Regions from separate parts of the Mus musculus genome. Here all the other regions are linked to region 1. Evidence: chromatin contacts called from public promoter capture Hi-C data. All regions are on one chromosome and are shown on one strand. The core of a region is the stretch at or near the end of the contact, and the rest is flanking DNA. Distances in the headings are between cores, read along the strand shown.

Region 1 (7,922 bases), core at 3,678-6,177:
ACAGGAAATCTCGGCAGCAGCTGAGAAGAGGGAAAATGAGAAAAGGAAAAGGCATGTATTTAGCAATGGAGGTTGGTAAGCAGCTGCTCGGACAAAAGGGGGTGAGCTTTAGAGAAAAAGTAAGAAAGCCCAGAGTGGGGCTAGAGAGATGGCTCAGTGGTTAAGAGCACCGACAGCCAGGGCTACACAGAGAAACCCTGTCTCGAAAAAAAAAATCCAGCTATGAATGGAATAACTTATTTCCAAAGCCTAATCTTAGCATCAGAGAACAAATAATACAAGTATAGATGCAGAGCTAAGAGACAATTGACAAATGGCACTTCTGGATTCATAACAAAGTTCAAACGATGATTTCCAGTGGCTTCAGCCTAAACTCCCTAGTTTGAAATTCCCAAGGTATGTTTCATCTAGTGGTCTAACACTTGCTGGTCATCATTACTTAAGATTCATTGGTTCATTCAAAGTTATGGCAGAGTGGTTTTCTGACTGAGGCATCCTTTTCGAATTCATTAGGTGGAGTGCGCACAGAGCAACAGTCACTCACAATGGTCTCTATGATCTGACTTAAAATTTGTACAGGAAAAGACAAGGGAAACTTGCTTATTCCCTTAAGTCCATTTTCAGAGCTGCCAATTTAGGAAGCTCAGAAGATGATTAAGGGGTTAGTAACTTTTGATGTTAGAAACTTGTCACTTTTGTTCATATTTTTAATCTTCTTTTAGCCTACTGTAGGCATTATTCTTTTTTTATATTGAGGTTGTCTCATTTTAGTCTAGCTAAAGTGTATGTGGCATTTTTGTTGGTTTTCTGTATCATTTTTAGATCTGGATTATATCATGCAAGATCAACTTAATTCTATCCCTCTCATTTGGCTCTAAATCTCAGCTCTTCGGTGAAATTTGCAACTTGTCTTGAATTTTCTACCACTTGGTAAGATGCTAACAAACACCTTAGTTGTCTCTGGGGAAATAACCTTGAGATGCCCTTGAGATGTCCTTGAGATGTCTTTGGGGAAGTAATCTTGAGATGCCCTCTCTACCAATACAACACAGCTAGTGTTAATTATAAAAGTTAAAATTGCTCAATTCTAACCAAATTGGCAAGCCAATTTTGGCTATTATGTAGTAGCCTTTCCCCTACTTCTCATGGGGGAAAGAAGGGGATAGCAATGAAAAAAAAATGAATACAGGAGAATCATTCATTTTAAAATAGAGAGCTAAGATTGTAAATCATCTTGTGTTTTTCTAAAGCAATAAGTCATAAATGATTGTTCTAAGATGGGTTCAGTTTTGCTCCTACTATTGAAATTATAACTGTCATTTGAACATGTGGGGACCAGTGAAAGAACAAACTATGGACTCCAAGATTCACCTATCTTGAGAAAAGCCTTTTCCTCCCAAAGAGCAGTGTGTTGATTGACACAAACACTGCTGTTTATTCTTTTAGAAGTAAATAAGCTGGCAAAGAACGGCATGTGGTCGAAACAGGTCACTGGGTCAACTCATGGGAAGATGTCTTAGTCACTTCCTTGTTTGGTGTGTGTGCTACTGAGCCTTTGACCTCTTTCCTACCATCAAAGTCAGCTGATTTGGACTTTCTGGTAAACTGAACTGGTAATTGACCTATTCAATGTCTATTCTGTGTGCATCCCTTTTCATATTCTTTCCAAAGGAATCTTTCTAAAATTTGGTTCATACCACTTGATTGAAATCGAGTTACCTTTAGGGGAAGGATCCACATTTCTCAGTGTGGACTATGACACTTTCATCGTCTGCTCTACTTACTTCCCTGCCTTCCTCCTTATTGTCCCAGGCTCCTCAGGCGCCTCCCCCCTAATGCTCTGACCCTGGAGGATTGGCAAAGAGCTCTCACAGTTTGCCTCAAGGCCTCTGCATTTTAGCAAGTTGTTTTGTCTACTTTGGACAGCCCCCCCCGCCCCCGTCCCCAAGATAGCTAATTAGGACTCATTCTTAAAAGCCAGTCAGGCATCACTTCCATCTGAGATTCATGTCATCAACTCTGAATATTGACTAAAAGAAATTATCAAGTTCCCCCTTATCCTTTACTGCACAAATTATAATTCAGATCGAGGGAATGTTGTTTTTTTCAAACTCCCAGCTGACTTCCTCTACACCCCAGTGGATTAGCTGCCTCCGTAATGCCTGGGCAGAATTATTTTCACACTAATTCCCTGAGTGTGTGGCATTTACCATTTCCTATAAGTATCTTCATGTAGTTGATCTTTGTGTGTGTGGTGTATAGTTTGTGTTCATGTGGTGGTGGTGGGGGGTGCATTTGTGCAAGTGGAGTTAAGAGGTCAGTTTCTAGTGCCTTCCTAAATTATCTCTCCTTATTGAGAAAGGGCCTCTGACAGAAGTTTGAGCTCATCAATTTGGCTAGGCTGGCCATTTTGCTCTAGAGATCTGCCTGTTTCTTCCTGCTCCCACACAGTGCTGTGTGGGGTTATATATGTGCAACGGGGTGCTCAGCTTTTCCATGGGTACTGGGATCCAAACTCAGGTAGTCATCCTCTTCACATAGCAGGAACTTTATCAACTGAGCCATTTCCAAGCTCCTCTCATATGTATATATATATATATGTATATATATATATATACACATATATATATGTATATATACATATATATATATATACATATGCATATGTATGTGTATATGTATATGTATATAGATAGATAGATATAGATATAGATATATTTTTTGTGTCCAGCACTATGATTGATAAAGCTCCAGTGAATATTTTCTGGTGGAATAAATGTACAACTGAACAATCTCTTTAAAAATTATTCTATTTACATTCCAGTCATTGTCCCCCACTTGGTCCCCCCCTCACAGTTCCTCATCTCATTCTTCCTCCCCCTTACCTCTGAGAGGGTGCTTCTCCCTGGCCCCTGCAAACCTCCCCCTTTTCTGGGGCCCCAAGTCTCTCGAGGATTTAGTGCATATTCTGCCACTGAGTCCAGACCAGGCAAACCTCTGCTACATACATGCCAGGGGCCTTGGACCAGCCCATGTATGCTCCTGGCTGGTGGCTCGATGACTGAACAATCTTAACAGCATTTCAACTATTGTTGCAAGCTGTACTAATTTATATATACTCCCATATAATATAGCCAAGCTTCCCGGTGTTCCACATTTGCACAGGCCTTGGCACTGTCAGTCATTTACGTTCCAAACACTACAGAGGATTGTCACTGGATCTTGCTGTGGTTTTAATAAGCCCTTAGTATGCTAACGGATGCAGCTGTAGGGAAAGCATTTCTCCAGCATTCGTTAACATTTCCTAAAACTGCAGATGCAGAGGCTTTGCAGCCAAACTTTTTCTAGGAGCAGTAAGAAGAGCAGTGAGTCTGGTACAAGATGAAGCACTGTAGGTAAGATTTTAGAATCAAAACAAGAATTGATTTGATCCATAATTATAAAGTTTAGGTATTTATATAAAATCTCTCTGTGCTTATTAATTATGCATGTTTGGGTTACAGTTCTCAGAAATCTAGTACAGTAATTTGGAAGCTGGTCCTAACATCTGTATTTTAAAATAAACACCCTAAATGGCCTTGAAATGGTTCACCAAATGAGAAACACTGTTCAGAGACTAGTTTCATATTACAAATTAATTTATGAGACCACCTATTTGGTCAGTCAACTTGTTAATGTGAAACTAGACTTTCTCCATTTTGTGTGTATATGCAGCAGAATTTCACAAGACTGAAATTCAGATTTCTTGGCAAAGTTTAAGACAGAACACAATAAATGAAGGTCTCTGATGACGTTGCAAAAGCAACAGCGGCTATAGGGGATGTTCTGTGGTGACAAAAGGTGCCACTGCCTTAAGACTAGGTAGAATTTAGACTCATCTGCTGTGAGCCTCAGCCTCTCTGGCTCTTCATTTCTTGGTTTAAAGTAGTGCTTTGTCTGCCTTTATCAGCCTTACAGAATTACCTAGGGCTGAAATGAGTGTGACAATGGCTGGCAGAGAGGAAGATCTGATCTCAGACTGTTACACCTTATAATTATGGTTTTAAATAACTCATCTGCCTACATTAAAAATACATAGCCTTGGGGAATTTGTTCTTAGGGTAATCTTTGCAGCTTCCTATTCATGGGTAATTAGGATTCTAATAACTGAACTGTCATATTACAGTTTAGAAACACATAAGGAAAATCTTGAGTAACAAAAATACAAAAGTAATGTATATAGAAGACCAGGATTCAAGAAGCTTCATTATCATTACTCCAGATCACCTCCCACCTTACTCATTTGTCTTTCCCACTCTGTTAGAATCCACAGGACAAGAGATTGGGATGTACGCCCGAGTTTGAACATCTCGGGTTCTACTTCTTTGGGTGTGGCAACGGGGAGGAAATCATTAACCTTTGATTGAGTTTATTTTGCAAGTAGTTTTATTATGGTTTTACTCACTATACCCAGTTAACAATTTAAATTGTATAATTCGGTAGTTCTTAGTAGAACGGCATGACATTGGGGGAACCATCATCACTATCAACTGCAGAACATTTTTACCAACCCTCAAAAAGAAATCCCCGGACAGCAGTTATACTCCATTCTTCCCTCCTCCCTCACTCCATAGCAGGTGCTAATTAAAGTTCGTCTAGAGGTGCTTATTCGAGGTCTTTTACAAACAATAACGGCATCATACAGTATGTAGACTTGCGGAGCGAATTTCTCCCCATCTCCTTCCAGCCTCTACAGGAGCACATCGGTCGGAGAACAGGACGATACCCCTAAAACGCACTCAGCTCCGTCCACCCTGTAAAACCCAGACCCCCGCCTGCCAGCTTCACCCCGCCGCAGCGGAGAGTGGGAGCAGCGCCCCGCCCATCCCCGGCGTCGCCTCACTGACGTCACCGCTCCCAGCCGCAGACTCCCTCCCTCCTTCCCGGTCGCGGTAGCTTTGACAGGACGCGATGGCGGCGGCCGGGTCTGCAGGGTTGCCGGCGACCGTGTCGGAAAAGCAGGAGTTTTACCAGCTTCTGAAGAACCTGATCAATCCAAGCTGCATGGTGCGGAGGCAAGCCGAGGAGGTCTATGAGAATATCCCAGGTCTGTGTAAGACTACATTTCTCTTAGACGCCGTCCGAAATAGAAGAGCAGGTTATGAGGTGAGACAAATGGCTGCCGCACTGCTACGACGGCTTTTGTCCTCAGGGTTTGAGGAGGTCTATCCAAATCTACCTCCTGAAGTGCAGAGGGATGTCAAGATTGAACTGATACTGGCCGTTAAGTTAGAAACACATGCTAGCATGAGGAAAAAGCTTTGTGATATTTTTGCGGTGCTGGCCAGGAATTTGATAGATGAGAGTGGCACTAACCATTGGCCAGAAGGTCTGAAATTCCTCATTGATTCGATTCACTCTAAAAATGTGGTTCTGTGGGAAGTTGCACTTCACGTTTTCTGGCACTTTCCTGGGATTTTTGGGAACCAGGATCGTCACGATTTGGATATCATCAAGAGGTTGTTGGACCAGTGTATTCAAGATCAGGAGCATCCAGCAATCAGGACATTATCTGCTAGAGCTGCAGCTACGTTCGTCCTTGCTAATGAAAACAATATTGCTCTTTTCAAAGACTTTGCGGATTTGCTTCCTGGGATCTTACAGGCTGTGAATGATTCCTGCTACCAGGATGATGATTCTGTGCTAGAATCCCTTGTTGAGATTGCAGATACTGTACCTAAGTACTTGGGTCCCTATCTAGAAGATACTCTGCAGTTGAGCCTGAAGTTGTGTGGAGACTCTAGGCTTAGTAACCTGCAACGCCAGCTGGCTCTGGAAGTAATAGTCACCTTATCTGAAACTGCAACTCCAATGTTGAAAAAGCATACGAATATTATTGCACAGGCTGTGCCTCATATATTAGCAATGATGGTTGATCTTCAAGATGATGATGACTGGGTAAATGCTGATGAAATGGAAGAAGATGACTTTGACAGCAATGCGGTTGCTGCTGAGAGTGCCCTAGACAGACTGGCTTGTGGACTTGGTGGGAAAGTTGTTTTGCCAATGACCAAGGAGCATATCATGCAGATGCTTCAGAGCCCTGACTGGAAATGTCGACACGCCGGATTAATGGCCTTATCAGCCATTGGAGAAGGTTGCCATCAGCAAATGGAACCAATTCTAGATGAAACAGTTAACTCGGTTTTACTTTTTCTTCAGGATCCTCATCCAAGGGTAAGGGCTGCTGCCTGTACTACACTTGGACAGATGGCTACAGATTTTGCACCTAGTTTCCAAAAGAAATTCCATGAGATAGTGATTACAGCTTTGTTGCGAACCATGGAAAACCAAGGTAATCAACGTGTGCAATCTCACGCAGCTTCTGCTCTTGTTATTTTTATTGAAGACTGCCCCAAGTCATTGCTAATTCTATATTTGGAAAATATGGTAAAAAGTCTCCATTCCATCTTGGTAATTAAACTTCAAGAGCTGATTCGGAATGGAACTAAGTTGGCCTTAGAACAACTTGTGACAACCATTGCTTCCGTTGCAGATGCAATAGAAGAAAGCTTTATTCCATATTATGATATATTTATGCCCTCACTCAAACACGTTGTTGAGCTCGCTGTTCAAAAGGAACTCAAGCTTCTTCGAGGAAAAACTATTGAATGCATTAGCCATGTTGGACTTGCCGTTGGGAAGGAAAAATTTATGCAAGATGCATCAAATGTGATGCAGTTACTGTTGAAAACACAATCAGACTTAAATAACATGGAAGATGATGACCCTCAGACTTCTTACATGGTTTCAGCCTGGGCTAGAATGTGTAAAATCCTTGGCAAAGACTTTGAGCAATATCTCCCACTGGTTATTGAGCCACTTATCAAGACTGCTTCAGCTAAGCCTGATGTCGCTCTCTTAGACACACAGGATGTGGAGAACATGAGTGACGACGATGGCTGGCAGTTTGTAAACCTCGGAGACCAGCAAAGCTTTGGCATCAAAACTTCAGGACTTGAAGCAAAAGCAACTGCTTGCCAGATGTTGGTTTACTATGCGAAGGAGTTAAGAGAAGGATTTGTGGAATACACGGAACAAGTTGTGAAGATGATGGTTCCTCTGCTGAAATTTTATTTTCATGACAATGTTCGAGTGGCAGCTGCGGAAGCCATGCCCTTTCTCTTGGAATGTGCAAGAATTCGTGGCTCAGAGTATCTTTCACAGATGTGGCAGTTTATATGTGATCCCTTAATCAAGGCAATTGGAACTGAACCTGATACAGATGTACTCTCAGAAATAATGAATTCTTTTGCCAAGTCCATTGAGGTCATGGGAGATGGTTGCCTCAACGATGAACACTTGGAAGAACTGGGAGGAATTTTGAAGGCAAAACTTGAAGGGCACTTTAAAAACCAAGAGTTACGGCAAGTAAAAAGGCAAGAAGAAAATTATGACCAACAGGTTGAAATGTCTCTTCAAGATGAGGATGAATGTGATGTTTATATTCTGACCAAAGTATCAGATATTTTGCACTCATTATTTAGTACTTACAAGGAAAAAATTTTGCCATGGTTTGAGCAGCTACTCCCACTAATTGTAAATCTAATTTGTTCAAGTAGGCCATGGCCAGACAGACAATGGGGACTATGCATATTTGATGACATCATAGAGCATTGCAGTCCAACCTCATTCAAGTATGTTGAGTATTTCCGGTGGCCGATGCTTCTCAATATGCGAGACAACAACCCTGAAGTCAGACAAGCTGCTGCTTATGGACTGGGAGTCATGGCACAGTTTGGTGGAGATGACTACCGTTCCTTGTGTTCAGAAGCCGTTCCACTCTTGGTAAAAGTTATTAAGTGTGCAAATTCCAAAACCAAAAAGAATGTGATTGCTACAGAGAACTGTATCTCAGCAATCGGAAAGATTCTGAAGTTTAA
Region 2 (7,922 bases), core at 2,524-5,023, 2.7 Mb before region 1:
TTCTGAGTTCAAGGCCAGCTTGGTCTACAGAGTGACTTCCAGGACAGCCTGGGCTACATAGCGAAACCCTGTCTCGAAAAACAAACAAAACAAACAACCAAAAAAAAGCAAAAAAAAAAAAAAAAAAAAAAAAAAAAAAGAAGAGTATTTCCTTACTTTCCAGATTTCGCTGAGCAAAACTCCAAGAAGAGCATTTCCTTTTCTCAGCTAACTTTTCCAAACTGCCTTACTTTACGAAATATTCTGTTTTGACATAAACTACAAAACCCAGCAAAGCAACATTAATATTTTGGGTCTGCTGTTTCATTTCAGAAGCCAGAGGCTTGCCTCTGGTAGGCTCACCTGCCTGAAGCTCTCAGCCAGTTTCCTGGTTAGCATTTACTAAGTTACACTATTTTCACAAGTTGGCAACAAATACTAATTGGAAAAGCTTTCATTACCATGCTTCAACTGTTGGGGCCTTTTCCAAAGTATACTCCAAATGTTGCCATTGTCATTCTTCCAGGAGGAAAAGAACACTATTGTTTCTGTGTCTGAACATGGAAAACCAAGCTAGACCATGTTATGTTGGATATATGTGCAAAAATACAAATATATATGTAAATATATTCCCCCAAATGGTAATTCTGTCTACTCTAATTGACAGTTGTATTTATAGTTCTTATATAAACATCCTAAATAAGAGAATTCTATCATCTTCTTATATGGTCCCCAAAAAACCTACCATTATCAAATCATTGTTCATTTCTACAAAAACCTAAAATCTGATTCTATGGCCTTTCTCAAAAGCCCATGTACACAATAGGCAAGCCACCCATCTCAGATGACAAGAGAGTTACTCTGTGACTGAAACAATGAGGGACAGCTTTACCCTGAGCTGTTCTGATCTCTGGCAATACAATCTGAGACAGAAATTCATTTAGCCTACGAGGTCCAATATATTTTTACACAGTGTACATTGTGCTTTTAGTGTCTGGCAAACACAGAAGTGGATGCTCACAGTCACCTATTGGATGGAACACAGGGCCCCCGATGGAGCAGCTCGAGAAAGTACCCAAGGAGCTGAAGGGGTCTGCAACCCTATAGGTGGAACAACAATATGAACTAACCAGTACCCCCAGAGTTCATGTCTCTAGCTGCATATGTAGCAGAGGATGGCCTAGTTGGCCATCATTGGGAAGAGAGGCCCATTGGTCTTGCAAACTTTATATGCCCCAGTACAGGGGAACACCAGGACAAAGAAGAGGGAGTGAGTGGGTAGGGGAGCAGGGCGGGGGGAGGGTATAAGGGACTTTCCGGATAGTATATGAAATGTAAATGAAGAAAATATCTAATAAAAAATTGGAAAAAAAGAGATTTATTGGTGTTCATTTAGTGTGCAACTAGCATGACTCAGTTCTCCCTTTCACAACATGCACCCAGGGACCCGACACAGGGCGTCAGGCGTGGCTGCAAGCCCCTGAACCTGCTGAGCCATCTCAGCAGCCCTGTTGTGCTACTTTAAATGTTCTAGTTTTGACACTCAAGTTCATTTGAATGGATTTAGGAAGATGTTCACTCAATCTAATGAGAAAAAAAAAGTAGCCATAATTAAAAAGCATACTCAACAAATAAGCATACATACATACATACATCAGCCAGTTGAGTTATTCAAATTAGTAACACAACACACAACCATGTGGAAATCTCTAAGAGGTTTTTAAGTATTAGGGGAGAAATGGGAAACTGAATTTTTCTGTTGTTTGAGTCTTTGTCGGCTAATGTCCTTGCTTCAGTTCTCTGAGGCTCAAACTGATAAGCAGTTGCTAACACTTATCCACTCCTAACCCCCACGCTATTTTCTTCAAGTTATCTTACAGGGAAGCCGTATGCATAGCGTTGAGAGCAAGCTCTATATAAGATTCCCTAGGTCCTTGTCTAACTGTATGAAAATCTGCAAATTATTTGGTACCTTTTGCTTCATTTCTTGTGCGTGAGATTGGCAGGGGACACACTTAGCAACTTCATAAAGCAGTGTTAAGTGCCCAGTGTACAGGATGCTCGGCACACAGAAAGCGTTACCGTTTGCCGCAACAGCTAAAACATTTTCCGAAGGAAAACTCACCACTCTAGAAAAGCCACAAATCTGGATACTGGGCCTGACTAGTTCACCACTATATAAGGGTGATGAAGGGGACACACTCTTGGCTTCTTCACCTGTGAAATGAGGATTCCACTACTTGTGCCCCGAAATCCCGAAGCCGTATAATAATGGAATAAGTAGGTGAGGTAATATACATGTGACTACGGACCACAGCTACAACAAGGGAAACTACAGCAAACACAAGAACGAAACAGGGTACCCTAACCCTAAGTAAGGCTTAAAGAGGCTTTGAGGAGCAGCTTCCTAAAAAATCCTTGTAAATGTCGAAACACAGGAAAAGATGTTGTTAACAACAACAACAACAAAAAAGCCAAAAGTCCTGTGATCCCAGCCCTCAGGAGGCAGAGGCAGGTGGATCTCTGTGAAGCCAGCATAGCCTACAAAGCGAGTCCAGGACAACCAGGGCTGAGAAACCCTGTGTCAAAAAAACAAAACAACAAAACTCCCAATTCTCACAAGCAGTTTGGGAGGAAGAAAGTTCTATATTATTAAGTGCGCCCAGGTGTTAAACTACTTGCCAGGAAGGGAAAAGAAGCTAGGTTGGCACTCGGGGGGATAACGCGATTTGGGAATGTGGAATGTAAAACGAGAAGCGATACTTTCTTTCCCCTCCTTCTAGCTGGGTCTCCAGCGTCCCCTACTGCACTCTTGCGCAGAAAATGCTAGGAATTCACACCTGATGAGTGAATGGACAAGCGTATTACTAAAACAACAGAGACAACCAAGTCCACATCCTGGGTCCCGAGAACGCAAGCGGGAAAGGGAGGTGACAAAAAGGGACACGAGGGGAGGCTGGATGAGGGAGTCCGCAGTCTAGGGAAGGCGGAGCGCGCTGTCACCTGAGACGTCGGGAGGTGGCAGTCCTGGGTGGTAATGCTGCCACAACCCCTGGAGGAAGGCGGCGCTGCTGTCCACACAGCGGTGCTTGGAGCTGGTGATCAGCCGCAGGCGGTCGTAGTTCTCCCGGCTGAAGAGGTCTGGGAAGAGGGCAGCCAGACGCAGGGCCAGCTGTCGCATGTCCTGCCGCCCCTTCTCCACCAGCTGCCCGTCCATCCAGTCACCGTACCACAGCGGCCACTCGGCCAGCGCGGCGGCCACTTGGCTCCCGCCATCCCGGGACTCGCGGGTCTGCAGCAGCCCCTGCAGCTGCTTCAGCTTGCGGATCTGCTTGGTCGTAGGGTAGCGGGTGCCGTGACGGATGAGGGCGACCAGCTGCACCGGGGTGCAGGTCCCCGCCAGCAGCTCCGGGTCCCGCCGCGGCGCCACCGGATCGACCAGCAGCCAGGGGTTGGCATCTTCGTAGCGTGTCTTCGTGCCGAAGTAGGGGCTGAGCACCGAAGCCACCGGGTCGCCGCGCCCCGGGAGAGAGCAGCGCGCGAACGACGAGAGCAGCGCCGCAGCCAGGACCGCGGCGGGCGCTACCGAGGCCGGGAGGTGGCTGCGCGCGCCGCGAAGCATCGTGCCCGGGGGCCCCGCGGAGGGCGGCGCGCCGCTTGCCGACCCCCACTTCCGGATCCGCCGGCGGGGGCGGGAGCAGAGCGCACTTCCGGCCCGGGAACCTCAGAAGGCAAGCGTGGTCTCCGGTGCTGTCACCGAGCGAGTGTGGCCGATCGTCTCGGAGCTTCGGTGTGGACAAGTGGAGAGGCGGAAACCTCCGACGAGCGTGTGACACCGGGCGCAGGTGGAGCCGGCGTCAGTTGACCCGGAGCGTGGGCGACTGTCCGGCAGCTTGGCGCCTCAGGAACCGATTCAAAGATTCCTGAGCTGTTTAGGTTTTTCGGTGTGGTAAAAGAGCACACATGAATCCTTTCCTTTTTCTAGTAGGTAGCCCGGCTTCTACCAAAAGAGAAGCTATAGGAGATGGCTTTTGTCCCTTACGGTGTGTTTTCAACATGTGGCCCCTGAACGATCAGTCTCAAGATCCCTCGAGAAAGAACGTCTGTGGCCTTTGCTTACAAGATACCTCCTGAAGCACACGCCCTCCCCCGACCCTCTTGTTAAGAGTTTGAAAATAAGCAGGACACCTCAGAGCCATGAATTTAGAAAGGGGCTTATTCCTTCAGAAATTTAAGCCCTGGGCTTCAATTTAAGTATGATTTTAATGTAGGCTAGAGCTGACACACCACCTCAAGATTGTAAGCTTGTTTATGCCAAAGGCCATTGAGAGAATAGAAACAGCCGTCCTTATAATTTGAGCACACTGAATCATGGCCTCACAGATGCACTCCATTATTAAATATGACCTCATCACTGTATGGAGGAAACACCCATATTCTCCCATGTAGTTAGATATGCAAATCAGTTGAGATTTTAAAATGTGCATGTGTGAACTAGCATGACTATATGTACAACATTTGTGAGCCCACGAAGGCTAGAATAAAGCGTTGGAGTCCCTAGAACGGGAGTTTCAGGCTGTTGTGAGCTGTCATGTGTACTGTAAACTAAACTGGGGTCTTTTTCAAAACCATTAAGCACTCAGTCACTGAGTCAACCCCAACAGTTGAGTGTCTGTCAGGCCACATAGCTCCGAATCTTGGACTCAAAAATCTTGAATCTAAATACCTTGTTTGTTTGTTTTTTTCCTACCCAAACCTCAGTATGTATGACAATTAAGGAAGATTATTAAATGATAAAATGATCCAAACCCAAGGAGATTTTAACCACATTGGCCACATTGGATCTTTCTCATAAGGACAGTTACCATCTGTACTTAATGGTACAGAAAATTGTACTGTTAAGCACTGACCAAGAAGAAAATGTTATAAAAATCCAGAGTAAATTCCAACTTGAATGCTGAAATTTTAAGGCTCAGGAGTGGGGGAATTCTAACAGAACTGTGCTTTTTTTTTTTTTTTTGATATGTCATTTTGTAGTGTTTAAATGACTAAAAATTCGTGACCAGTCTTACTTTTCACAGGAGGTTACTTAAATTAGTATTCATTGAATTTTAAGCCTTACACCTTATAGACTAAGGTGCTTGCGTTGTTATTTGTTTTCAGTATAAGACATTTTTTTCAATTGTACTTTGATAGTTTACAAAGCAGTAGGTTTCCTTGTGCCCTTTTCATACATGCTTAGTTTTTGCTGAACCTCCTCCAGCCCTGACCTCTCCTCCATGGCCCAGCTTGGATCCCCTACTTAAGCCCTTTCCCAGTGTCCCTCATTCCTTATCAAATGTGTTCTAGAACCATGCCCACTCCTCACCCTTACAAAGTTTCCTTTGTTCTTCCTGGGCCCCTTTTTAGTTTCCTAGTGTCAACAAGCACTCACATATATACACTAAAATCCAAACATGAGAGAGAATGTGTTTGCTTTTTTAAGCCTAAATGTCTTCCAGTTCTATCAGTTTTTGGGAAAATTTCATTTTTCTATATGGGTGAGTAAAATCCCAGTGTATATAAGTACTGTTGTTATTTATCTGTTGATGGAAATATAGACTGATTTCATTTCCTTGTAATTGTGACTAGAGCTACTATAAGTATGGCAGAGCAAGCATCTCCATAGTAGGGTGTGGACGCCTTTAGGTGAATACCTGAGTGTATACCTGGGATACACAGTAGTTCTGTTTTGCAGCTACACTATAATGGCTACATCAGTTTACACTTCAACCCACCCTGACACGGATTCCTTTTTTGCTTCACCCTAGCCATCATGTGGTGTCATTTGTTTTCTTGATGCTAGTCATACTTTGATGGAATCTCAGAGTAATTTTCATTTGCATTCTCTGGTCACTAAGGATGTTGAAGACTTTTGAAAATATTCATTGGCCATTTGTATTTCTTCTTTTGAGGACCCTTGGCCTTTCCCCCCATTTTTAATTAAAATGTAATTATCATCACTTCCCTCTTTCCTCCCCCCAACTCCTCCCATGTCTTCTATAAGACCCTCAAAAATATATGGCCGCTTTTTCTTTTTCTTTCCCCTCTCAGCATCATTAGTTGCCTGGTGTTCTTTGTCTAGAAGTGTGGCTCTAGGAGATCTCCTGTGTTAGCCTGTTTATTGGTGTTGTCATTGTTCAGGTCTTATTCAGGCAGCCATATTGTTGAGGTATCAAAGGTGTAGCCTTCTGCCATTTCCAGGAGACAGTCTCACTTCAGACTTCCTAGTCATCTGCCTCTTAACAGTCTTTCTGCTCAGCTCCTCTGCAGTGATCTGAGCTTTAGGTACAGAAGCTGTGTGGTAGATATATCCTTTGGTACTCCTGTGCCAGTTGATCTCAGCATTATAACCAGTTGTAGTTTTCTGTAATGGTCTCTGTTTGCTGCAAAGCAAAGCTTCTTTGATGTAGGCGTGAAAGCTACACTTTATCTATGGGTGTAAACTTTAGAGTGCAGTTAGGAATTATTAGGAATTAGCTAGGTCTAGTAAAGTAATGGTAGTGGGTTTCTCTCTATGTTCCATGACCTCTCCACTAGCCCCAGGTAGGGTACTTGGCTAGGTTTCTATTACCAGGCATATTTCTCTCCTTTTGAGTGGGCCTTAAGCCCAATTAGACAGCCAGGGTTATCACCAAGATATCAGTCCCACTATTGCACCAATAGAGATAGCTTGCCAAGCTGGCATGTGTTGTTTCATTGACAGTATAGCTGGATATAATTATTCATTGCATCCTTCTGTTGGCATCTTAAATAGTACTTACTGGCCTGTGGAAGCCTGACAGAAGCAATCTTCTGAGTCTTGTATCCAAAGTGTGTAGTGTCTTCAACAAGAGGGTCATTACTTCAGTCTCTGAGAACCAACCATGGGTAACAGCAATAGCCTATATTGGTTTGGAGGTCACTTGGACTACACTAACCAACAACTCAAATGGAGATTTCCCATGCCTGATTCTGGGGTACAGCATACAGGAAATTGAAACAGAACCAAGAAAGGGGAAACAGAAAAATCTGGAAACAGGTTTCTATATAGGGAGGGGGAGGGAAGTCAAAAGAAGAGGGGCAGAGAGAGAACAAATACTATTAGGGATGTTTCATAAAGTCTCCAGGAGTCATATTATTTCCAATTTACCTAAAATTACATATAGCTTATATATAATTCCTGTGTATGCACACACATAAACATCTTAAATGAACTTATGCTACTTGGGCTGACGATCCAACCCACAAGAGCCATAGAGTATCTTAGGGAATTTTTTTGGATTCAGTTGTTTTCTTGTTTAGTTTTTTGATTTCTTTGTTTATTCGGGCTATTCATCCTCTGTCAGGTGTTGCTTGATATCCACTCAGCAAGTGTTTGCACTACGTAAAACTAGTTTGCCTAATATATCTGTTTAATAATGATCACCTTGGAAAGAAATGGTTATTTATTTTTCATGGTCAACTTTTGCATCCTCAGTAGCCACCAAGCCTTCTCTCATTCACCTTTCCTAATTAAGCAATCTTTAGTGTGCCTGCTGTAATTACATACAAAACCTAGGATATAAGCAAATACCTTACACTAAATTTGTTCCAAAGTGAATATTATTTTCCTCCTGAATACCTGTTAAGTTTACTCTGCTTATATACTTAGGTGAAGCCAATCCCAATGTTTTGATGTTTTGTTAATCTGAGAAGGGTTATTAAAGTGAGCCATGGCCCTTTTGAAAAGGGCAAAGCTGGATAACTTCTAAAGAGGACAAAGGATCCACAAGCTCAGATCCAGAGTCCAAACTCTGTGACTCACTAAGGTCGGACATTGATAAGTTATCTAAACTCTCTAAGCATTTGTTTTCTTATCTGAGCACTTTGGAACCTGCACTGTGGGGTTTTGACAGAGATATGTGAACCCGTGTGAGTGGGCA
Region 3 (7,922 bases), core at 3,494-5,993, 2.6 Mb before region 1:
GAGGAATGCAGATGTAGTTCAGTAAGAACGTGCTCTTTTAGACCTCAGAGTTCACCTCCTAGCACCGGAAGGCTTTATCTTACGAGCTTGCCTAGCTATGTGTTAGTGTTAAGTGTTCTCAACACAAGGTACACGGGGTATGCCAAAACAGTCAGACTTCGACTGGATTGTTATCTGTAACTTTCATAAGGAGTCTAAATATTTTCTAAAGGACATTTATCATCCTTGAAATTTGTTATTCTACCTACATTTCTTTTTAAAATATTATTTTAGTATGTGCATGGATGTGTTGCCTGCATGTATGTCAGTGCAACACAAGGATGCCTGGTACTCACAGATACTGTAAGAAAGTATCATCTACTCTGGAGCTGGAATTACAAATGGCTGTGAGCTGTCACTGGATGCTGGGATGGAACCTGGGTTCCCTAGAAGAACAGCCAGAACTCTGACTTGCTAGGCCATTCCTCCAGCACTCCTTATCCCTGACTTCTTAAAAGAAAAAAAGTGTTTGCAATATCTTTTGGGAGGAATGATCCTTTTATGGATCCAAGACTACCCACAACCCCAGATGCTGAGATTATAGAGGAGTGCTACTGTACTTAGCTCAACCTCTGCATTAACTTTTTAATGAGGTCAAGCTTTGAGTTCATGGGGCTGCAATTTAGGATGGCGATAAAACTTTATGTCCGTAGGGCTTCCAGATCAAGCAGTTAAAAATACAAGACACTGAATTTTATTTGACTTTCAAATAAGTAATAAAATGTTAGTGTAAGTGTGAAGCATGTGGTAGCCAAGAACTTTGTTTGAGGGTAGATATCGGGATGAGGATGACGTGTGGGACTGCAGTGGAGTACTGAAGCATTCTGCTTCTGGGACACACACAATACTTGGGCTTGGGCTTTATCTGGTACAACTTGACAATGAGTGGACACAAATAGGGGCTGGGCGGTTCCAAACAAGGATGATGATCAAGTTCAGACTCCAGCTTCTTTTGATTCACTTCTTCCATTTTTGCTGTCAAAATAGTAGTTTTCCATGTGGGCTAAATCCCCCCAGCTTCTCAAAGGACAGGTAGCAATATTTGGACATCTTTTTGGCTGTATTACAGTGAGCAGGTTTATACTCAGGATCTAATTAATTTTCATGACAACCATGGGAAACAAAGAAGGGGTTGGGTTACAGCATTCTCATTTTAAGAGGCAAGAATGAAACCTGCCTGGAGTTCCATTCTGATTACTGGAAAAGCCAGGACTTAAGTGGTGGTTTTGTTAGGGATATGGTACACACTGTACCATCTATTCATCTGATCCTTGTTAGTGAAATGTCTTAGTTTTCTGTTTGCTGTGACACAAAGCTTTCCGTTGCCATAGCCAAGACAGCTTATAAAAGACAGCATTTAATTGGAGGCTTACAACTTTAGGGCTGGAGTCCATGAGCATGATGGGAAGAACATATCGGCAGTCAGTCAGTCATGGTGCTGGGGCAGTAGCTGAAACTTACCGATTTGGAGAGAGGAAGGGGGGCATTGCTAACTGGAAATAGCATGAGCTTATCCAGTGACACACTTCTTACAAAAGGGTCACAGCTCCCATTTCTTCCCAAACAGTTCCACTGAGGACCAATTAATTCAAACCTATGAACCCATGAGGGATGTCAGTAGTAAATGTCTAATTTGAAAAATCCTCTTAAAATCTATATGAGGTTGAAAATTGGCTTATTAGAAAGGGATAAAAAAGACATTTCCATTGTTTGTATTTATCCTTCTTATACCTAACTGCAGCACAGAGAAAACCAGAAAATAAGTTATGATTCAGCAACTATTTACTAAGGGCTGTTTGGTGCCAACTCATGTGCTACATATTCCAAAAATCAGAGATAATACATATCCATTGTATGGTATTGAAAAAAAAATGTAGGGAGCCGGGCGTGGTGGCGCACCCCTTTAATCCCAGCACTCGGGAGGCAGAGACAGGCAGATTTCTGAGTTCGAGGCCAGCCTGCTCTACAAAGGGAGTTCCAGGACAGCCAGGGCTATACAGAGAATCCCTGTCTCGAAAAACAAAACAAAACAAAATGTAGGGAAAGAGGTTTGTGCACAAGGAGAAATTGGGCTGTACCCCTTGTCTAACCAAGGTCAGTCAAACAACTCCAGTCTTTGTTGATCAGTGGAAACCAAACAATTAGTGAAGCCAGGAGTCTCAGGCAGAGGAACAGGAATGAACTCAGTGCAGATTCTTCACAGATCTGTTCCTTAGGGCAAACACTTGGAAGGAGCCTTGTCATGGGCAGCTGGGTCCCCACTCACAGCACTGGCTTCAACTCAGGTTGTAGGTTGGCCAGATGTATTTAAAAGTCTGAGGAGGCCGTGAAGCCTTGCCCCTGCTGCTCAGGCTGTGTGGCCCGGGATTCTTCCACAGAGCCACATTTCCCTGCCTACCCACTGAAGCCCCTTGACCTTAGAGCATAGTGTGGGCTTTGACTACGTTCTAGTAAGTGGTGGTTGCCACTTACAGGTCAATGGGATAGAAGTGCGTTTTTCTCTTAGATTATTAATCGTTAGAAATGACCAACTTTGAAGTAGTCACTTTGGCGAGTGAAGTTTATGTCTCTGTACTTGTTTGTTGGTATTATTTTTAGCATGGCAGACACTGACTTGGGGATGACTCATTTTTACTGTTTCAACATTATCCATACTAGTCCACGTACTTGAGAAACCTAAACATTTTTAATGAATGTTTCTTATGATTTGGTAAGAAGTAGTGTTAGAATTCTCTTGTTTCTTAAAGTCATTTATTACTTCATATATGATGCTATGCCTGCCTGCATATATAGTGTAACTCTTGCATGCCTGGTGTTCTCTGCAGCCAGAGAAGGCATCAGATTCCAAAGAAGTAGAGTTTCAGATGGTTGTCAATGGCAAAGTGGGGTGCTGGGAATTGAACTAGGGTTCTCTTCAAGACCAGCAAGTACTCGTAACTGCTGAGCTACCTCTCCAGCCTCCTGTTAAGGTTCTTCATGGTTTAGTGGACTAGAAAAGGAACATTTCATCTTGATTATTATTATTTTTTGTACAGTGACTGACTTAAAAGTATGCCAACTCTGAAGCATCTCTTATGACCACGCCATTCAAGTTACTTTCAAGGCGAGGATTTCTCTCTAGATTACCATCCCTATATTTACTTAAAGCTCTGTTATGTATATTTTATGTGTGCCTTTTCTAAGAACCACTTTCTGAAATTGGAGTGAAATTTGGAGTATAAAATACTTGTATACTCTGCCCTTTTCATGTATTAGGAATACTCCTAAAACTTTCATAGAAAAATGTTTTCTTTTTCCTAAAAAACATTTCAAAGATACAGGGAGGGGGGAGGGGAAGAAAAACTAAACTAACTCTAATGCCTGGGACACACTTGTAACAAGTGTGTGTGGGGTGGGGAGGGAGAATTTTAAAGTCTGGATTCCATGACCTGCCAGGCAGCAGCTCGCTTGCTTTGACCTTGGTTACAGCAAATGCAAAGTAACACTGCAAAGAGCCAGCGGCTGTCCAGTACTTACTTCAAGACAGCAAGCCTCCTTTTTTTCCCTCTTAGGTGCAAACTGATGAAAATAACCAGCGGGGCTACTATAATCTCAGCCACTCCCTTGCTCTTGGTTGACACTCAAATAGAGCAGGTTAGTGGGTTGTCATTTAAAAGCAGTATGCGTCAGGCCACCCTTTCTTATCTCCCTGAGAAGTGCGATAGCATAGTGTCCTAAGGTGAAGAGGCCGGAGGTGCAGGAGAGGACAAGACCTTTAAGAGCTCACACAGGAGCAGACACATTTTAAATCCGATTTTTCACTGTATTTGGGGACAGAGGACGCTAAATTTTCAGCACCATACACGAAAAAGGGTCTCTACTGCTTAGGGAAAGCGGCCATCAGATTCACCTTGGGAGCTTGTTAACCAGGTTTCAGGACCGACCCCACTAGTGGCGTTTCTGATTCTGTAGGTTTAGGTGTGGTCGTGAATGTGTCGTTCTAACGAATTCTCGGGTAATGAGGATGCGGGCCCAGAGATTCCAGGACCCCAGGTGACACCATCACCATCCAAGCTAACCAGCAGCAGGAGAAAAGCATGGAGGAGAGCGACGGCTGTCCAAACATCTTTCGCCACCTTCATCCTCCGTCGCCGGGAATGGGTCAGAACAGGGAAGCAGCAGGAGGAGCGATGCCAGCGCCTTAGGAACGGGAACTCCTCTTCCCAACTTCCGCCCCTGGGGAAAAGCAGAAGCCATCAGCTCCAAGAGAGCGGCTCTCCAATTCTTAGCCGTTAGGTTCTGGCTCTGGAGACAGCCGGTCCTCCCGGTGTCACCGGCGTCGCAGTACCCTCGCTGTACCCCCGCTGTAGACTGGCGGACTGCATGCAGGTGAGGGCGGGGGCCTGTGCCTGGTGGGGAGGCAAATGGACTAGAGTCTGCCCGGATCCCGGACCCTTCTTCGTCTACGGCCCCGGAGAGCTGAAGATGGCTGCCCCGGAGCTCCGCGGACAGTCACGTGTCTCGCAGGCACGGCCGTTCCCCCCTCCCCGCCCCCAGACCAGACCCTGCAGGGTAGCGCGTCCCGGGCGACCCATGCCACGGTGGTACGAGCGGTCGGCCCAGAAGGCCGGAGCTACTGGAGGCTGCTGTCTCTGCCGCGAGATCACCGTCCTGGTACCGGGTTCCACTGCCCGAGCTGGAGATCTGCCGGCGACCCGCACCCCGTGGGGCCATTGGGCATGCGCAGTGCTCCGGCCCTGGTGCGGCGCTCTCCAGGTTTTCGCCGCAGCTCCGAGAGGCGGCGGGAGGTGGGGCCCGGACGGACTAGGGGGGAGGGCCCGGTTCTTCCCGAGAACTCCTGGGCCTTCACGCTGCCTGGGGCTGCGCGATTTAGGAAGCCTGCAGACCCCTGATTTGGGGGGGGGGGGGGGGGGGAGATGGTGGTTTTAAGGATTAGAGCTTCGGAAAAATGTCCCGAAGAGTTTGAGGTTCATCCATTTTAAATGATCAATCATAAGGGAGTCACAAGTGTCGCAGCTCTTGGGCTTGGTGGGAAAGAAAATGCCAGTGTAGTTCGCCAACAGCTGTCCCCGTAGGTAGTTTCACCAAGGCTGAGTTTGTGTCCCCAACCTTCTAGCCGCCTTTTGCCGCACAACTCTCGGGCTGGCTCCTAATAGGGCTTCTGATCCCGGAGGATGAAACCCACCATCTTTCTCTTCTCGTGGTTGGGGGGTGGTGGGGGCGAAAGGGAACCGCATCTCCAGTTCCCGTTTCTAGAAACAAAAAGGACTCCCCCCCCCCCCCGTCCCCACCCCCAGCACACCCCACGGCCAGCTGTCCTGCGGGACTCAGCTGGGTCCCTGGTCGAGCGTCCGCGGTCCCCGCCCCCTGGCCGCCGGGAACACCCGGAGGAACGGACTGGCGTCGCGCGGGAAGCCGACCCGGCTCCGCCGCGGACTGGGCATGCTCGGCAGCCCGAGGTTCCAAGTCAGAAGCCTTCTCGCCAGCTCGGCGGCGGCCGGAGCAGCGGCGGCGGGCTGCCGGCTGGACGGGAGCAGGGAGAGCCGGTTCGGGCGGGCTGCTCGTCCCGGGAGCCTGGCACGCGGACGGGAGAGCGGGATCGGGTGCAGAGTCCGCACGCCGCCCTGCCCCGGTTTCGTTCCGCGGCGCGGGGCTCGGCGCGTGGAAAGAATTCCGGCGGCTGCCACGACTCGCGTGCAAGTGAGTCGCGGGGCGGGGGTGGAGGGCCGGCCTCCGGGTCGCGAGCGGCTGGATCTGACCCGAGTCTCTCGGGCCAGGCCTGACCTCGGTTGACGGCGGGCGGGCAGCCGGGGCGAGGGGGCGTGAGCGCATACCGCGCGGTGTCGCGCGTACCTGGCGTGCGGTCCCCCGCGGCCGCTCGTGGGGGTGGGCGCGGGGGAGCGCTCTGGCGGCCGCGATCCCGGCTCCGAGGGGGCGGGCCGCCGGCGGGGCTCCCCCGCCAACTTGGGCGGGGAGGAAGGAGGAGGCGTCCGTGGGCACCTTTCCGAGGTGCTGCGTGCGGGCTGGAAGGCTGCCTGGTGTCACATTGAGGCGAGCGGACGGTAGCGGGGCCTGAGAGCCCGGGACTGAGGACCTTTCCAGGTGGAAGCCAGCCAGAGGTCCCGTAGTGCTTAGGGGTGGACCCCCAAAATCACAGCCCCACCCCCACAACCCTGGGCGGCAGAGTGACAGTTGGTACCTCCTGGCCTGATCGCAGCGGGGCCAAGAGTCCGCGGCTTTGGGATTCCCTTCAGCACGGCCCCTCGATGACCCCCAACGGCATAACAGGTGGGACCCCCCTTCCCGGAGGAGCGAGCCCCTTCCTTCCCAGGCGGTGTAACAGCCCCTGGCTCGCGACTATTCTGAGACCCCGCGTGTCCTCACCGCGTGGGGGTGTTAAAGGGTAAGGCCTGCAGGGGCATCTGCGTAGCTCTGGACGCGGTTCGTCCAGAGAATGAGGGGTCTGAGTGATCATAGGCGACTTGTCAAGGGCACATCAGTGGTAGCAGCGCTGCCTCTGCCCGGATTTTAAACCCACACTCCAACTGTCTTCCTTTGGTGGCCCCGGTGTCCTGGTCCATCTAACGGATTCTGGATAATGCTTGATCCTTTTTGACTGCCGGGCTAACAGTCGGGGTGGAGGATGCTATTGACCTGGGGAGCTGAGAGAATCCGGGCAGGTGCTTCTCGGATGTTTCATTTCACCTTCAGACAGGACCGAGTTCAGCGCTACACACATAAAAAAGACAGAAGGCTGGTTTCTGACGGGAAGTTTATTTTCAGTGTTCTGAGGCCTGCCTTCTGTCATCGCTTTCCTGAAATTTACCTTCTTCAGATTGGGGGTGTTTCTAGTTGGCTACCTGGTTATGGAAGTCGTGAATGCCTGTCTTGGTGTGCTGTCTGTCAACTCCTTACGCCTTGCCTTCTGGCACTAGGGGCTGAACATCAGCAGGGGTGGGGGCCAAGGGAGCAGAAAGGAGTGAGATTGATGAGGTCTGATCCTGGTGGAAGTTGCCTTCGATTTGGGAGGCAGTTTGGGTCTGAGGAGGCAGGGGAGAGGATGTCCAGGCGTTTCATTGGTCAGAGTGTTAAGTGTCCAAGGAAAAAGCCAGCTGGGGTTGGGTGCCGATGTGGTCAGTTTTTTTTTTTTTTTTTTTAAGGGAAGCCCAGGGATGTTTGGTGATTCAGCAGGTGGCAGGTTTCCAGCTCTGAAGCCTTGCCTTGGCCAAGCAAGCCAGCAAGCAAGCTGCAGAGCCTGTGCCCGCAGCTGGCGGTACCTAACTTTGGGGAAACCTCCCGGAGTGGCCTTCTTATGTGCACCAAGTCTTCCTTCTTGTTTTGCTTCCTGTTTCCTTCTGGATGCCCTGGTCCTTTGGGTTTCCTTAATGCTCCTTTTAAACTACGGAGCACATTTTAACGTCTGTATCACAGACCTGCTGGGTAGCAGGAGATGGCCGCCACAACCGTTCAAGTCAGGTAATTACTGTACAGAGAACCCCTTTCTGTTTCTGCTTCAGAGACCAAACATTTTTATTGTTAGTAAAATAAATACTTTTCTGCCACTTGTCACTGACATTGAACTACTTCACATACCAGGGAACTTAAAAAAAAAACCTACTAATTCAACATATTAAGTTATTAAAGGCACACATTGTTTAAAACATCTTACTCGGAGAACTCTACTGTCTTGCATGCTTGACCTGTATGTAGCTCAGTAAATGCTTATTCATATTTTAAAAAGTTTTTCATAACAGAAGAGCACTAGAATTACTAGAATTTCTCCTTTTTTTTTATGTCTATCAGTGGGATTCTTTCCTGAACAATTTTAGAATAAAGAATGCACAGCAATGTCTGTGTACGTTGTGTGTGTTGGGCACTGAAAG
Region 4 (7,922 bases), core at 3,500-5,999, 2.3 Mb before region 1:
CCTAACTCTTATCAAGGTTCAAAGGCTAAAGGTATCTACAGGCACTTTACCTGGTCCATGCACATGGTAATAACTTGAAGTCTTTCCCCAACCTTCTTCCAGGTTGCTAACTTTATTGTACCTTCCTCAGGAAACCAAGGACAACCGTTCACTACAAGATCTAAAACAATTATGTGATTGCTGTTGCTCCACTTTAACCAAGCATATGGCATAGCATGTTTACTTCAAGAAGCGTACGGCCGTTTCCATTTCCCACTTTTTCCCCTGGACTTTTACTTTTTACGATCTCCTCAGTTTTTTCCAATTATCTGTATTCTCCCATGTCTGTACCTCGGAGGAAATTCTCAACATACCTTTACCTTTTCGGAGTGCTCCGGATTTCCCCCACTTAATCCCCTATACTCTCAGAGCTGACCTCTGTTTGAGACACCACACTGCACTGGTCCTGACGTTGCAAAGTCCTCTGATGGGGAAGGGGGGAAAGATAGAAAGATAGGAAGAAGAAAGAGACGGGTACGGGAGAACACTGGTAAATACCAGTCAGTAGCAAATGTATTTCTCATAGCCTTTTTATACTACAGGGCCATGGGAGGCAAAGACACAAGATAACAGAAACAATTTTGCTAAAATGTACACAAGACATTTGGTTCCATCTCCAAACCTTTCTGTTCTTCCACCAAGGTCAATAGAATCTTCAGTCCCTAGCCTTGAGCCTGGGTTGTAGGCCCAGAGCTGCCTTGACTCTACCTGGCAGGAGATCTCTCTCTCTCTCTCTCTCTCTCTCTCTCTCTCTCAGGAGTTGCAAATGGGTCTCTGAGGAAATAGCTGTGGGTGTATATATGAAGGCTTTCCCAGAGAAGACCTCTTAGGGCTGACTGTGAGCAGCGCTAGCCCATGACATGGGAACCCTGACACAATGGAAAGTGAGGAAGGTATCTCAATGTCCATATTTCCTTTCTTTTTGCTTCCTGATTGCCCTGGAAGTGAGTAATGCTTCCCTTCCACACTCCCCATGCCATGACATCCTGTATAAAGGCGTAGGGCCAAAGGATCATGGAATGAATATTCTTCTTCTCTGAAGTTCTTTCTGCCAGCTCTTGGATCACAGTTACATTTAAGTGTGTGTGTGTGTACAATTCACTCTTTCTGTTAGGGAGTAGTAACAAATTGAACAAGCATGCCACAGCTCAACTCTTGGTGAGTATTGGTATGAATAAAGCAGCCAAGAATATCCCTGCATAAGCATACAGTGCCCAGGCTGGGATGCATGTGTGTGTGTTTTCCTGTGGATAAATATGGAGGTGTGAATTGATGGGCTGTGGTGGTAGACTTATATTTAATTTTTTTCCTTTTTTATTAGATATTTTCTTTATTTACATTTCAAATGTTATCCCCTTTCCTAGTTTCCCCTCTGAAAATCCCCTATCCTCTCCCCCTCCCCCCACTACCCAACTCCTGCTTCCTGACCCAGGTGTTTCTCTATACTGGGGCATAGAACCTTCACAGGACCAAGGGCCTCTCCTCCCATTGATGACCAACTAGGCCATCCTCTGCTACATAGAAAATATCTAATAAAAAGAGCCATGAGTCCCACCATGTGTTTTCTTTGATTGGTGGTTTAGTCCCAGGGAGCTCTGGGGTTACTGGTTCGTTCATATTGTTGTTCCTCTTATGGGGCTGCAAACCCCTTTAGCTCCTTGGGTCCTTTCTCGAGCTCCTTCATTGGGAACCCTATGCTCCGTCTAACGGATGGCTGTGAGCATCCACTTCTGTATTTGCCAGGCACTGGCAGAGCCTCTTAGAAGATAGCTATATCAGGCTCGTGTCAGCAAGCTCTTGTTGACATCTGCAATAGTGTCTGGGTTTGGTGGCTGTTTATGGGATGGATCCCCAGGTGGGGCAGTCTCTGGATGGTCATTCCTTCAGTCTCTGCTCCAAACTTTGTCTCTGTAACTCCTTCCATGGGTATTTTGTTACTCCTTCTGAGAAGGATCGAAGTACCCACACTTTGGTCTTCCTTCTTCTTGAGTTTCATGTGTTTTGGAAATTGTATCTTGGGTATTCTGAGCTTCTGGGCTAATATCCTCTTATCAGTGAATACATATCATTTGTGTTCTTTTGTGATTGGGTTACCTTACTTAGGATATCCTCCAGATCCATCCATTTGTCTAAGAATTTCATGAATTCATTGTTTTTAATAGCTGAGTAAATTTTCTGTATCCATTCCTCTGTTGAGGGACATCTGGGTTCTTTCCAGCTTCTGGCTATTATAAATAAGGCTGCTATGAACATAGTGGAGCATGTGTCCTTATTACAAGTTGGAGCATCTTCTGCGTATATGCCCAGGAGTGGTATTGCTGAATCTTTCAGTAGAGCTATGTCCAACTTTCTGAGCTTATATTTAATTTTACAAGAAATTCCTAGAGCAACTTCTTGGAAGTTTTTCTTGCTCTTAAATATGATTGTGGACACAGGTGCCCTGTTCCTCTAGCAGGGCCAGATATGGATCCTTAAGCTGTCCTTGGATCCTAAGATAATGAACAGCTGGGACACCCTCCTTGGCCGGTCTGTGTTGCGATAATAACATCCATCATTGTTACTGTTATTGAATTTGTTACTGTTATTGTTACTTTAGCTCCAATCAGAGAGACTTCCTACTTTTTACTTGACAGAATAAAATAAAATGATAAACGTCGCTCAAGTATCACATGCTCACAGGTGACGCTCCTTAACTCTCATAAGTTGAACACACATGTCATCTGGCTCCAGTCCGAGAATTAGGAAATGGGACCAGCTGTGAGCACGTCACAGTAATTACAGATGACAAAACAAAATTAAGATGTCCAAATGGGTTGGTGATGGATTTTCCTTAAGGAAGAAATGATGATCTTTCTCGATAAAACTGAAATTAGACATCCTGACACTCCCGTTCCGTTTTCTCTTCTGTGCTGTGTCTTCCCAGCCTCCTCTGGTCACTTTATTGATAGGGGTCCCCCTTCTCAGTTTGCTCTGTGGGATCAATTCTGTCACTTTTGATTTCTCTTAGCTCAGATTTCAGGTACAGGGCAGCCCTGACCATAGGGTAGACTGGGAAGGAGTAGGAAACCCGGATTTTTCTGGCATTTCTGGTGATCTTTCTTACGAAGTACATTTAAAGTGGTCAGCACATTTGCTGGTGTGAGGCAAGCTTCAATGTAGCTGCCTTTGTTAGTGTCCTTTCTGCTCCCCAGGTGGTCTGTGCTCTCCCCTTCTTCACAGGTAGATTGCACTCTTTTCTGGAAGCTTTGAGACTCCCAGGGTAGACGAAGTTTAGGCAAAGGAGGCCCTGGTGCCTAGGAGCCCAGTTAGCAGAAAATAAACCTCAGAAGGCAGCCCTTGCCGTTCCAGATGGCAGAGAGGAGGAGAAAGGGCCAAGGCTCCTGCTGGCCTTCCGGGTCTCCCCATGGAGGGATGATTACCTGTAATAGCTCAGTCTTTAGCAAACACTGTCACACCTGCCAGCTTTGTACTTAACTTTTTACTTCCTTCTGAGGCCACAGCGAACTCTGTAGCCTGAAGAAAGCTAGAGGCTTGCTATACCTTGATTTATGCCTTGGCACTCTATGTAGCAACCCATTTATAAGCCAAGAGGAGCAGTCTTCTTTGGGGATTCTAGGTACATGAGGCTTCTGTATAGCGACATGGGGGAGTGGGGGGGATGAGGTAAACTGCAAAGACCAGAGCCAGGACCAAGCATGGGACACATTTCTGAAATACCATCACTCCAGAGGCCCAGGAGGCCAGGGCATGGCTGTGAGTCGAGGCTATGAAAATACCATGATTACCTGTCCCAAGAAGAAAAGGCCCAGAAGGAAACAACAAAAAACAGAAGTTGATCCTATACTGGCTTTGCTTTCTGTCCCTGACTTTCATACTTGTAAAGCAACTCCCAAAGGCTCAGAAGATTGACCCTCTTCAACTCCCCTACCTGCCCTACTAGGAGCCCTGGTAACTGTAGGGCAATATTGCAAGAAGCTGGGGTTTGTTTTTTTTTTTGGGGGGGGGGCGGTTGCCTGGAGGGGTGTTATGGGAAATATAAATATAGCTTTATCTGTTTATCCAAATTACTAAGGTATGTTTACTACATGTGAATAATAATCTTCTCCATCAAGTTGCAATCTGTCCAGAAACGTCTTTCCTAGAATGTATGTCCTTTATTCAAAATGTTCTTTACTCCAGCCTCTGCAGCGACTGTCTACTTTTGTCTCTGTGGCACGCAATTGATATCCTTGGCAATGAACTGCTTGCTTTCCAAATCACAGAGGACAAGCAGGTTGGGCTGAGCGAATGATGATGTTTGTTCATGGTGGAAAAAGACAGCCTCTAGGGCCGTGGTTCTCACCCTTCCTAATGCCTCTACCCCTTACTACAGTTCCTCATGTTGCGGTGACCCCCCCCCCCCAACCATAACATTATTTTTGTTGCTACTTCATAACTGTAATTTTGCTACTGTAATGAATCACTATCAATATCAGATAGGCAGGATATCTGACCTGTGACCCCTGTGAAAGGGTCTTCCTACCAAAAGGGTCCTGAAGTGCAGGTTGAGAAACACTGTTCTAGGTGTTACCTTCCAAGAATGGTACAAGTGTTCATCCATCAGCAGGCTTAGCAGAGTGCACCGTGTCTGCTGAATGAGTCAGCGTGTAAGTGGTTAAGTTACAGAGCCTTGGCTTTCTGGGTTAGAGCTTCCAGCCTCCAAGAGTTAACCTGCAGCGGTGTTCTGAAGAGCCGGGCAGAGGATACACAAGCATCCCAGCAGGCACTCTGGTTTGCCCGTGAACGATAGATATGCGGGGGTTTGAATGAGCAGCTGCAGCAGCGGGTTTGGGTACGTGGCTTTGCTTTGATTGATGCTGTATTGTTTTCTCTCAAGAGAACAAAGCAATGCTTGTTCCTGTTTGCAAACAAGGTCCCTTGGAGAAAGGGCAGTTGTCTATTAGCCTGCATTCTATCGTGAAAATAAGAGCCCAGGGTGCAGGGGTGAGCGTTTGCAGATTTCTCCATCCTCATTTAAGCTGCATCTCGGATGCTGGGGATTGTCTTTAAACTGATCTGAATTCTAGTGCTGCAGCGTCAGGTCATTTGAATGTCACGATCGCAGTGGGATTCAAACGGTAGTTTTTTGCTATCTCTACTGGAAATCTATACTTAGAGGTAAATATTTGAAGTTGTTTGTTGAATTGGTAGATGCAGGAGGCAGAAACACATTTTCCTGCCCATTTTGGAAGATACGATTTAAAACCCCAGACTCGGAGAGCAAACTTCTATAATTCATCGGAAGCCCGAGGGAGGGAGGGAGGCATCATCTAAGACCGAATGCTTTCTCCTCTCCTACAACCTGACTACTTTAGCCCCAGCACACACAGTGTGACCGGAAACATCCTTCAGCATGTCATGACTTCTAATCAGTCTCTACGTGCTCAGCTGGGTATCGGTATTACTTCACGAACCTTTTATTTTGTTCGTGGAAACGCATCTGAAACTCAAAACAGACTAGAAATAATCTTCAAAGACTTGAACTGAATGGAATTTCAAGGAATACAAGGTTTTAGCTTAAAGTTTTTCAGGGTCCCGATGTGGTGTGAAGGTACAGTCTAGAAGCACTGTGCACACCGATGACGGTATAGATATTTGCAAACTTCCCGGAATGCATGGTGCAGGTAAAATGCAAGGCAATCGACGTTTAGGTCTACAACTTTTCTAAAAGTTTCCCCCAACTCGGACACCATATTGAATAAGAATACACACATACACACATATGTGCACACACATACGTGCACACACACACATACATGCACAGAGAGAGAGGGCGAAGACGAGGTGGGGGGGTGAGAGAGAGAGACTCTTGTTTTTGATTTTAGGAAACAATTTTTTACGTATTTATTATATAATGTCAGCTAACAGGCTGATCCTGTATAGTCTTTATGTGGACAAATGTTCTTTATATCCCTACATATTCTGGTATTTTTATCATGGAGAGATGTTGGAGTTTGCCAAAAGCTATATCTGCATCTATTAATTGTGTATTTTCTAGCCTTCAGCCTCTATATATTTTGTATTGCCTTGATTGGTCTGTGCATGTTGACCCAACCTGGAATTCCTGAGATGGAACCGAACTTAATCACAGGATATGATCTTAGTGTTATCATGAAGAGCTTGGGCAAATATGTTAGTTTTTAAAATATTTTATTTTTATTCTTTGTATGTCTCTTTGTGCAGGTCTGTACACATGAGTGCTGGTGTGCTTAGAGGCATCGGGTCCCTTTCAGCTGGAGTTGCAGTACTTGTGAGTGCCATGTAAGTACCTCTGCATGGGTCCTGAGAGCTGAGGTTCTCTGGAAGAGCAGTGCATACTCTTAATCACTGAGCCATCTCTTCAGGCCTGCGATTAGTTTATTCACCTCGCTCTGGAGGGCACGTGGTATGCAGTCTTCTGTTTGCATCTGTGTCCTTATCTGGTTTGGGTGTCAGGGCAATATTGACTTCCCAGAATGAGTCCGCTTTTAATGCTTTGACTGCTCTGTCTTGGGAGCAGCTTGCTGAGTGATGGTGATGACTTGAAGACTTGGTGGAATCTAGCATCGAGCCCGCTACAGAGCTTTTCTTTGTGGGCCGATACTCTCATCACTGTCTGACTCTTGTTGCCTATGGAACTCTTTAAGTTGTTGATATCTTCTTGATTTAATTTAGGTGGGTTATATGTGTATCAGGATTTACTCATTTCTCCTAGACTGTCCAGTTTTTAGGATTGCATTTTTTAAAAGTCTCTAATGAGACAATAGATTTCTTTGGACTTTGTTATAAGATCATCCTCAAATTTTGTTTTTCTGTTTATATAATTGACCCAACCTGGAATTCCTGAGATGGAGCAAACTTAATCACAGTATATGAACTTAATGTTTTCATGAAGAGTTTGGGCAAATATGTTAGTTTTATTTTATTTTTATTATTTGTATGCCTCTTATATAGTTTTATATAAGCCTTATATATGTGTGTGTATGTATAATATTTATCTTTTCAAGCATCCAATTTTGTGTTTAATTGATCCAACATTTTCTTCCATTTGTTTCTGCCCTTGCATTTTTATTTCTAGCCTCCTATTGCTTTCTGGGGGGGGGGGGGGTTTGAATTGTTCTTGTTCATCTAAAACCTTGAAGTTTATCATTGGTATTTATTTGAAATATCTTTGCAATATCTCTATTTTTTTCTAATGTAAGCATTTAAAGCTATAAACTTTACCTCTTAGAACTATCTTATTTCTATCTCAAAAGTGCTGATAAATTGTGCTTTATTTGATTATAGAAGCATTTAAAAATCCCATTTCTGGGTTGGCTGATGATCTGCTGGTCATTTGATAGTATATTTTTTCGTTTTCCTAGTATTCGTGTACTTCCTGTGGTTTCTCTTGCTATCTCTCTCTTCTTCTACGCCACTGTTAAGTTCTTAGAAATTGTCGTGATTATATTGTACTTGTTAAGACCTGATTGCCTAATGTGTTCTATCTTCGAGGACTATCTACAGGCTACTGAAAACGAAATGTGTTTTCCATAGCTGTTGGACGAAATACTTTGTTTCTATCTATTAAGTCAATTTGATCTGGGTATGCCTTAACCCAGAAGCTTCCTTTGCTGTTGTTTTGGTTGCTGTTGTTTTTTCCCCTTGGTTTGGATGACCTATTTAAATATGATGTTACCCACTGTTACGGTATCAGTCAAACATTTAATGCTCATTAGTATCTCTTTATGGCATTGGTGACCCCACCACTCAGTGCATATATAGTTACAGTTGTTATTTCTTCCCAATTATTTGTCTTTTCTTTATTAACAGTTAGTAGCTTTCATCATCTCTCCTGTCTAATTTCAATTTGAAACCTTCTCTAT

Evidence for each region. Promoter capture Hi-C pulls out the DNA fragments that hold promoters and counts their contacts.
Region 2: a contact with region 1 is called in a promoter capture Hi-C map of pre-B cells. A contact is called at or near these places in 2 of 39 promoter capture datasets (hippocampal neurons and pre-B cells).
Region 3: a promoter capture Hi-C map of hippocampal neurons shows a contact between it and region 1, with 3 times the contacts expected there. A contact is called at or near these places in 3 of 39 promoter capture datasets (the 3T3-L1 cell line, hippocampal neurons and pre-B cells) and 1 of 130 datasets of targeted methods (astrocytes).
Region 4: a contact with region 1 is called in a promoter capture Hi-C map of hippocampal neurons, with 4 times the contacts expected there. A contact is called at or near these places in 2 of 39 promoter capture datasets (the C10 cell line and hippocampal neurons).

Annotation. Positions count from the first base shown.
Region 1 is chr19:29,809,979-29,817,900 of GRCm38.p6, reverse strand. Ranbp6 (RAN binding protein 6) reads left to right here and starts at 4,927. Exons shown (of 1, transcript NM_177721.4): 1 at 4,927-7,922. The coding sequence starts at 4,951.
Region 2 is chr19:32,481,620-32,489,541 of GRCm38.p6, reverse strand. It overlaps Minpp1 (multiple inositol polyphosphate histidine phosphatase 1), which reads right to left and starts at 3,773. Exons shown (of 5, transcript NM_010799.2): 1 at 2,983-3,773. The coding sequence starts at 3,601.
Region 3 is chr19:32,386,037-32,393,958 of GRCm38.p6, reverse strand. 2700046G09Rik (RIKEN cDNA 2700046G09 gene) reads right to left here and starts at 4,743. Exons shown (of 2, transcript NR_033198.1): 1 at 4,583-4,743; 2 at 2,775-4,254. Sgms1 (sphingomyelin synthase 1) reads left to right here and starts at 5,447. Exons shown (of 10, transcript NM_144792.5): 1 at 5,447-5,739.
Region 4 is chr19:32,099,967-32,107,888 of GRCm38.p6, reverse strand. It overlaps Asah2 (N-acylsphingosine amidohydrolase 2), which reads left to right and starts at 4,749. Exons shown (of 24, transcript NM_018830.1): 1 at 4,749-4,870; 2 at 6,262-6,339.